2 separate regions of the Mus musculus genome follow, and region 1 is linked to region 2. The links are chromatin contacts, called in public promoter capture Hi-C maps. All regions are on one chromosome and are shown on one strand. The core of a region is the stretch at or near the end of the contact, and the rest is flanking DNA. Distances in the headings are between cores, read along the strand shown. Region 1 holds the start of Ptgs1 (prostaglandin-endoperoxide synthase 1). Region 2 holds the start of Ndufa8 (NADH:ubiquinone oxidoreductase subunit A8).

Region 1 (4,130 bases), core at 20-2,519, 180 kb before region 2:
CACCTTTCTAGCACAGGTGTCCCCAGCTCTTTTTCTCACTCAAACCCCATCCTCCAGGAAGCCTGCTGTGATTCTCAGGCCACTCTGTCCTCTGAGTTCCAAGGTCCTGTAGTATCCCTTTCCCCCACTGCCAACCTTTCTTGGCCCCATTTTACAGATGGGCATCCAAATTGTAAAGAGAGGAAGGAAAGGTGGAGGGCAGGGGAAGTATGGGGGGGGCGGGGAGTAAATTATTTTTCTTTCCTAGAACCTGGTTCTGCCCTGAGGGAGAGAAGCGGGACAGAATTGCAGAACTGGCTTCTTTGAACCACTGCAGGTATTGAGAGTGACTGGATTAGGCTGATCCTGAATTCAAACCCTGAGCCCACTATGCATTATGTGACTTGGGGCTGTTATCGCACCTACTGAACCTCAATTTCCTGGTCACTATGTGCCCACTTCCCCATTCCCAGGATAGCTGGTGTCCCCCACCCCCATCCCTGTATCTACCGTTGGGGAGATAGGTTGAGCGTTAAGATAGACTCCCCAAAAGTTAGAGGCCAAAGAAAAGGAACTCAGTGTCCAGCCCGCCTTCCCCTTGGCGTCTGCCGCTTCCTCCCCAAGGAGCCCCCACAGGAAACCGCCGAGTTCTGGGGGGGGGGGGGGGGGGGGGTACAGAGGCTGCTTGGAAAGTCGGACCACATATCAGGTGAGAAGTTAAAGAACCTGTCTCTGCTTCCCCTGCCGACTCGGGATCTCAGTGGGCTGTGTGCCAGAGAGATCCCAGGTAGGCCCTAGCCATTCTCCAGGGACCCCATTCCATAACCTCAACACCCTATTCCCCGGCACCGCGAGCAGAAAGGGGAATCAGGGAGTCCGCCTGGAAGGGAGATGGACCAAGCCCACGGCGCAGGACTTGGAATTTTCACGGGCATCCGGCGGGGGCACCTACCTGGTGAGGGCACCCCAGGATCTGCGAGCAGGACCGAGGGTGTCGGCGGCAGCAGCAGGAGCAGCAGCAGGGGAAACCAGAGCGAGAGACTCCTTCCTGCAGAAGGAAGAGAGAGTTGAGCCTAGCGTTCAAGGCTCCGCCTGCAGGCCACCGAATTCCGGGACGCGTGGGGGCACCACTGGGGTCGGACTCACGACTCATGACTCTGGGAGTGGATGGATGTGCAATGCCAACGGCTGGCTCCTCGGGTGCAACTCCAGCACTGCCCCAGCACTGGCAGGTCCCCTCCCACCCATCTCACGGCTCCACCCCCACTCCTCCCTCCAGTTGTCACCTCTGACAGGCTGACCGCCAACTTCCTCTGCTCCAGCCTTAGCCAAGACGTTTTATTAATTACTGCATGGTGACTGCTCAGACCGTAACTCACGATCCTTGAGGTGCAAGATCTTTTTACAGTGTCAGAAATGCATCCATTTGGGATATAGCAAACTGAGGCTCTCTGAGGATGGGCACGAAGGAGGACAAGGCTTGTAGGCAGAACAAATGGTGGAAGAGGCTGGTTTGAACCATAGCTTGCTTGAAGAAGGATGAGGAGCAAGGAGGTGAGAAGCCATGCAGTCCAGTCCAGCCTGCACACGAGGTCCTGCATGGAAAACACGCTACTGCCACTCCTGCCCGCCAACAGAAGAGCTTCCTTCTCCGTTGAGCAGGCAGAGGCCAGGTCAGACATGAGGAGCTGTAATTTACATTCCTAATACACAGCCTGCCAGTTGGCTCACCTTTAGTCCTTGCTGGTCCTCGGTGTATTTATTTATAAAATGGACATGCAAAACCACCCTAGGCAGTGAGGGATACCCAGGGGGCCCCCACCTACTCAGAGGAGAAGTGTAGGGGGGAAGTGGGGGAAGGATTGTGGGAGGGGGTGGCCAGGAGGGGGCAGTGAGTGGGATGTAAAGTGAATTAAGTAAAAAATTAAAAAACAAAATTTTTAAAAGATACATATAAAGTAGATATCAAAAAATATGTATGGCATAAGGCAATTTTGTTTACTGATAGTTAAAGGTGAGGGGAGTTGTTTTAAAAGAAAATTATAACATTTGTATATTTTAATCCTTACACAAAATAAAATTAATGAGACATTTAAAAAAAACACCATAGAAAAAAATATACAGATCCCATGTGGCAGTGGCTACTCTGTGGTCAGAGAACCTTTTTCAAAGTTGCCCTAACTTAGATTCCAGGGCTAGCCAAATGCCACCCTCCAGCTGAATGGCCACTTGCCAGCCTTATAGGACCTAAGCCTTTGGGTCATTGGCTCCTTTGTACAGTGGGGGAAACTGAGCCTAGAAGGAGCAGAGAATAGGAGCAAAGCCACAGTGTCCTCGTCCTTTTCCTTGCCAGCTCTCTCCCTCAGTTTTCCCAGCACGCCCTCTGCCCACGCCCGCACCCAGAGGCATGGCTTGGTGGAAGGGCCCATTCATCCTTGTGCTGGCTCTCGGGCATCTCTGGGCTCAGGAAAGGAACAGGTAGGAAAGGTGGGGCCTGATGGGGTGCCCCTTTTGCTTCCAAACCAGAGCTGTTCCCATGCTCTACAGGGACAAAAGCCAACTGCTCTAGGGAAACTGAGCAAGCCAGGACAGACCAGGGGAAGAACTGGGGCCCTGGTATACTGAGACCAGCTTCAGTTTCTCCACATCCCCAGATTTAAGACCCCTCTGGTAACCAGCCAGCTGGGCAAGGGGCTGTGGGTCAAGTGATTGTCAGCAAAATAATGAGATCTGGGAGGAAAGCTGAGGTTCTGTTCCCCAGAGGACAGGGGACCTTCTGGTGACCAAGAAATACAAGAAGAGCTGGCATGATTCTCATCCTCCACTCCCCGGTCTGCCCTCACTCTGGGCCTGGACCCAAGGAGTCACACCTGTAGCTCACTCCCAGACCTGTCCTGTAGTGAAAACAAATGCTAACTAGCTCAGCCCTAACCCTGGAGGGAGGAGACTTAGCCTGGGAATCAAGAAAACTGAGTTCAAGTCTCCTTTCTTCTCTTTGACCATAGACAAGCCCTTAGGGCCTGCTTCCCATTTGAACACCAGGATAATAGGACCAAGTGGGTAGCAAAGGCAGGACCCATGCCAGTAGAGAGCATGAGCCCTTGCTATAACCATGCTCTACAGCCCTTCATGCCATCAGAAGACAGATGCAGTGAAGGAGGGCTGCAATGGGAGTGTGCAGTTGATGAAGGATGGGTACAGTGGAGAAGCAAGAGGCCAAGAGAGCAGCTAGGGTATTAATACAGGCCTCCAAGGACCAAGCCTAACCAAGGGGGTGGAGCAAGGAAGAAGTAGACAAGGGAAACGGTGACTGAGATGCCAGCTCTTTACCAGTTGACCTGGAGTATGGATAGAGAGGTAGAGAACATTTAGATGCTGGTTGTTGCTAGGGACAATGCTCAGGGACAGGCAGTGGCTGGAAAACACAGAGTTAACACTTGGTCCATCCAAAGAAAGGATCCAACATGCAGATGAATACCCAAGTTGGGGGAGCATCCTTGTTCTACTAGAAAGCTCACAACCCAGGGCCGCCTTTCCTTGCTCTTGTGTTCCAGAGCCAACGTCCTGAATGTAGACCTTGTAGAGGGCAGCCAACCCTCCAGTAGTTGAGATTGTCTGTTCTGCTCCAGGTCATTGGACACGTCGTTTTTTCTTCTCTCCTACAGGAAGTTCTGTGCCTTCCCTCCCCTCAAGGTGGTGCTAAATAGAAGTTGTCCCTCTCTTCCCCTGAGTTGTCATTGTTTGGTGACTCTGTCCTCCTTAAACCCAAGTACAGGGACTGAAAATGTCCCAAGAGGCTGGTCGCTTTGTGGGATGAGCGCTGGCGTGAATAATCCAGGAGGATTGGCAGAGATGGCTGGGCAGTTGAGAACACCAAGGGCTCCCAATCCCAAGCTGCTCTTGCAGAAGAGCTGGGCTAGGTATCCAGCACCCACATGGTGGCTCACAACTGCCTCTAACTCTGGTCCCAGGGGAGCTGACACCCTCTTCTGTCCTCTTTGGGAACTGGTCACACCTATGGTGCATATGTGTGTATGTGTATGTATGTGCATTATGTATATTTGTATGTGTAAGCAAAACACTTATACAACATAAATTTAAAACAGTCTAAAATAAAAATGCTTAAATAATAATACATAGGAAAAACTCAC
Region 2 (4,571 bases), core at 321-2,820:
CCTCCACCTGTCAAAACTTTCGCTGTAGGAACTTTTGCCTCATGAAAAGAAATGATATGGTTTAGACACAAAGCTGGGTAGAAATTCTCGACTCCCTCACTTAGCTGGGTTGTTTTGTTAAGTTCCACCATTTATTTGCAAGATCAGCCTGAACTGTCTCACTGTCATGAAAGGCATTGCACACCCAAGCATCTTTGCCACTTTCCAAAGGGTTAGACAAGGGTCTTGAGTCCTTTAAGGCTCCCTTTTACCCTTTAACCTTGAAGCTGAGATAATACCATCTCCCTTGCAAAGCTGACTGAAGATGTGGACAGCATCCCATTATATATATTACTGCCACTCTCTCTAAGAATCTGTCCCTGTGCTTGGCTAGACCACTACTCCTGCTTCCTCAAAACACCCTGCAGTTCCTCTAGCCTGTGCATACAGATCCTCCTTCATCTCTGCATCTCTACAGCCCCATGAAGTGCTTTATAGCCCAAACAACTATCGCTTATCTGTCCATTACCCACCCCCCCAGCATCGGCCTCTCCAGCTCTAAAAAATTTTCTGCTTTCTTCATCCAGAGCTGCTGGCAAGGCAAAGTGACCATCTCACATGTGGTCTGCCTCTCTTGACCACAGGGCTGACCTTGATTACTTGTCATAACTGTGTTACGCTTAACCGTCCCACTGTGTTTGCAGGGATTCTGACCAGGGTCAAATTCAAAATCTGGACACAGAGAAAAATCAGTATTTGCCGAATAGCACTTTCTTTTCTTTTTCTTTAATATTTATTAATTTATTATATCTAAGTACACTGTAGTTGTCTTCAGATATCCCAGAAGAGGGTATCAGATCTCATTACAGATGGTTGTGAGCCACCATGTGGTTGCTGGGATTTGAACTCAGGACCTGTGGGAGAGCAGTCAGTGCTCTTAACTGCTGAGCCATCTCTCCAGCTCTGAATACCATTTTCTAGTTTTCTTTGCCTGCATAATTTTTTAAATATTTATTTTTTAATGTGTATGTTTTGCTCTCATGTATATAATGTGTACCATGTGCATGCCTGGTGCCTACAGAAGCCAGAAGAGGAACTTTGGTTACAGATGGTCATGGGTGCAGGGGATACGCGCACGCGCTCGTACACACACACACACACACACACACACGAATGAATGAATGAAAGAATGAATGAGTGAATCCTACCTATGCGACTTATTAGGTATCTGTGCTTGAGCACTATAGTTGAACAAGTTTTTGAAAGCATTTGGCTGAGGGTCCTTGGCGGAGGCTTAAAAACAGTTGTCTTTCACTAGCCTGAAAGTGGAGACATGGACGAATGGGGGCTTACCTCCCGTTTATGTATTCCCCGAAATACTGGCTCCCGGTGTACTGCATGTTAACAGCTAGTGTCTAACAGACACCAACTTCAGCTGTCTTGGCGTCACTATGACAACCAGGAGATGTGGGCGGAGACCAGATGAAGCCCCGCCCCTCGGGACCGCTAGACTTCCTGGAATGGCTTACGCTTCGCCTCCTCCAGCGGCCCTAGAGCAGTGCGCTTGCGCGTCGCTGGAGACGCATGCGCAGATGGTACCGGGCAGTCTTGGCCAGCCAAAGGGGACTTGAAGGAGACGGGCGACACGGCCGAGGGCACCTGGTCAGGGTCGCGGCTACCGCCGTCATGCCGGGGATAGTGGAGCTGCCAACTCTGGAAGAGCTGAAAGTGGAGGAGGTGAGGCTCTTCCTGAGGGCAGGCGGGAAGCCTGGGATTGCAGCTTTCAGGCGGGCCCAGGCACGGTTCCGGCCTCTGCGACCTGCATGGTCACATCTCGCCTTGGCTCCAGCCATTCCTGTGCGCACTGCGACCGGCCTCTCTTCTTGTGAATCGGGTGATACTTTCCATTAGCATCACCTAGCCCCTTGCTCTCCCTCCCGGTGAGGCGAGCCTGCCTCCTCTTGGTGCTCACCTTCCCCTTCCAAGTCTGTCAAAATCTCGGTGCAGAGCAGGCCTGGGTGCCGCGGCAGCACACAGTACGTGTTGGACAGTGAGTCTGGCATGGGCCAGGGTGTTTTGGTAATGGGACACAAGTAAAGCATTTACTTCTTCGAGAGACATTTAAGTATTTGTTATGTGCACGTGCAATGGGAAGTAAGAGACAGTGCCCAGCTCTTATAGTTTATAGTTTTATAAAGAGACAGATAAAGAGGCTGTACAGCACAGTGCATGGCTCTGTGAAACGTGAAGTAAAAGTGGTGTGCTATTGTAACTATCACAAACATGATCACTCCATTTCTAAAGGCCGGGCTGCTAATTGGAACACAAAGTAAGGTAGGGTATAACTGGTTTCCCTTGTAGACCAGAAATAGGCCCCAAGAGTAGAAGCGATTTGCCCAAGGTCACATAGACAGTGTATGGAAGACTTGTAACAGGAACCCAGATCTTTTCTGAAACCCAGCCTGTTAAATCTTTCAGCCAAAGTGCAACAGAGTGAGGAAGGACTTGTAGAACCGTGTTGTCGAGGAAGCTGAGAGCTGTCTGATGTCAGCCTACTGTTAGATTAGCGGTGCTAAGCCTCTAGAGAAGTCACTGACGAGGCGGGAACAGTTTGGACTTTATACTGTGAGACAGAGGGAAAAGATGGCTGTGTTGTCATGGCAGGCACTGTGTTGAATGTTCTCCTATACGACTTCACGTAGGCTCTCACAAACCTGTGAGGATGGCAACTTGGTATTTTCCTCAGATGAAGAAATTGTTAGCATATTTATATGAAATTGACTTAGAGGCGAGAGAAAGGATTTTCCTATCAGCCAGTCTTTTATTCTTATCCCACCGTGTAACTGGTCAAACATGAGTTGACATATTTTGTTAGATGTTTAATTTGGCTTAGCAAACATTTCATGCAAAAGCATCCTAATAAATTTCTCTTTAAAGTTTGCACAATTGGTATATATAATTATGTAAATAACCAGAGTAGTAAAAGTTAAAACACATGATTAGTACTAACACATGAAAGGCGGGCAAGCAGATTTGATGTTGGAGCTGATGTCTAGCCCTTTCTTTGGCTTGGTCATTTTGAGTAGCTTTCAGCACTTGTGGACAAGGGGTTTTGCTCAAAGTGAGATGACTCTGGCTGTACAGTTCTCTATGAGAATATAAGATGGGTAGACTAGCCACATTAGGCTTAATGTAAAACATGGCATTTGAAGGCTGGTACAAAGATGAAGTTGTGGGGGAGTCAGGGGCCTGAAAGGGGATCCCGAATGTAGTGAATTGAGTTGCATCGAGAGAGCAGCACAGGCCCCTGTATGAAGTCTGGTGAGAAGGGTGGAGGACAGTTTGGGCTCAGAAAGCCTTGAACAGCAGATAGGAAGCTCAGGTTTTACTCTGTACCTAAGCATGACTCTTTCTGGGGGCTGGCTTCTGAGTTGTCGTACCAGCAGCGTGAAATAAGAATTGTCCCAGCAGCGTGAAATAAGAATTGTCGTTTCAGAGGTCACTTCAGCAGCTTGACAGAGACTAGACTGACAGCAGGTAAAGCAGGAAGACTAGCTCAGTGGCCATTACAGAATAACCCTGGCAACTTGTAGCTGTGCTTCACAGAGGCAAAAGATAAGAACCTCCATCTGGAGCGAGTCCTACTTGCAGTGGACTCCTAACACAGGCAAAAAAGGCTGAAGAATCGGGGTCAGGTTTGCAACATGACAGACCCAGTGAGGCCAAGAGCAGCAGCCGCTTTGGGGAGCAGGTAAAATCTACCTTGGACTTCATTGACCAAGGAGTCACGTCACATCCCCAGGGAAAAACCATCCAGAAGCTTTGGGTTAAAAATTCCTCGGGTGTGTTGATAATTTAGAGTAAAAACTAATCAACAGCCAGTACTGATGCGCCTTTTATGTGTCAGACACATTCTGTTCCATAGATGAGTTCATTGGACCCTCAGGAGGTCCTAGGACATATGTACATCATGCCCCATTTTACATAAATAAGGACGCAGGCCTGCCACAAGCTAAGTTCTATGACAAGTGGTACGGAAGTGACTTTTGGGAGCAAGGGCAGTACTGGCTTTGTCTGGCTCAGTCACACACTTGCTGTCTATGGAAGGCGGCACTGCAGAGCAGCTGTGGACGAGCTAATGAGGAAGGATGCTGAAGTTCTGTGTTCTGGAGACAGAGGATGCTGGGTAAATTTGAGAGGGGACTGCTGGGCTTCCTCAGTTATGAGGAAGCAGGCAAGAGGACACGGTTACACCTCAAGTTCTCTGCTCCCTCGGTGATAGTGATGTTACGCCAAAGTCCCGGGGAGAGCCACAATTCTGATGGATGGCTGTCGTGTCCCAAGTGAATCTGTCTATTTGCTGTTTAGGAATTGGCTCAGTGATTGTGTCTCATCTCTGTTTCCCTGTGACAACATGAATATACCTTTGTTTTTATAAGGTTGCCATTTATGTAGCGAAATAAAGCAACTAATGCTACAAGCTTTGGAGGGCTGCCATCTTGAGGATTTGAGTAACCAGATCAGCCACTTAAGGATATTTTTGAGGCATTTGGCAAACAAGTAAAACGGTGCTCAGTTTTTTTATTTGTAAA

Evidence for each region. Capture Hi-C pulls out chosen DNA fragments and counts their contacts.
Region 1: a contact with region 2 is called in a promoter capture Hi-C map of liver. The contact joins the promoter of Ptgs1 here to the promoter of Ndufa8 in region 2. A contact is called at or near these places in 11 of 39 promoter capture datasets (3T3-L1-derived adipocytes, the SN4741 cell line, cranial neural crest and 6 more), 1 of 484 Hi-C or Micro-C datasets (granulocyte-monocyte progenitors), 6 of 115 datasets of contacts at active chromatin or transcription factors (acute myeloid leukemia, bone marrow-derived macrophages, cardiomyocytes and 3 more) and 5 of 9 other capture datasets (adipose tissue, embryonic stem cells, liver and 2 more).

Annotation. Positions count from the first base shown.
Region 1 is chr2:36,227,565-36,231,694 of GRCm38.p6, reverse strand. Ptgs1 (prostaglandin-endoperoxide synthase 1) reads right to left here and starts at 1,269. Exons shown (of 11, transcript NM_008969.4): 1 at 1,126-1,269; 2 at 932-1,027. The coding sequence starts at 1,132.
Region 2 is chr2:36,046,337-36,050,907 of GRCm38.p6, reverse strand. Ndufa8 (NADH:ubiquinone oxidoreductase subunit A8) reads left to right here and starts at 1,570. Exons shown (of 4, transcript NM_026703.3): 1 at 1,570-1,716. The coding sequence starts at 1,666. It overlaps Morn5 (MORN repeat containing 5), which reads right to left and starts at 1,435. Exons shown (of 5, transcript NM_029309.2): 1 at 1,333-1,435. The coding sequence starts at 1,379.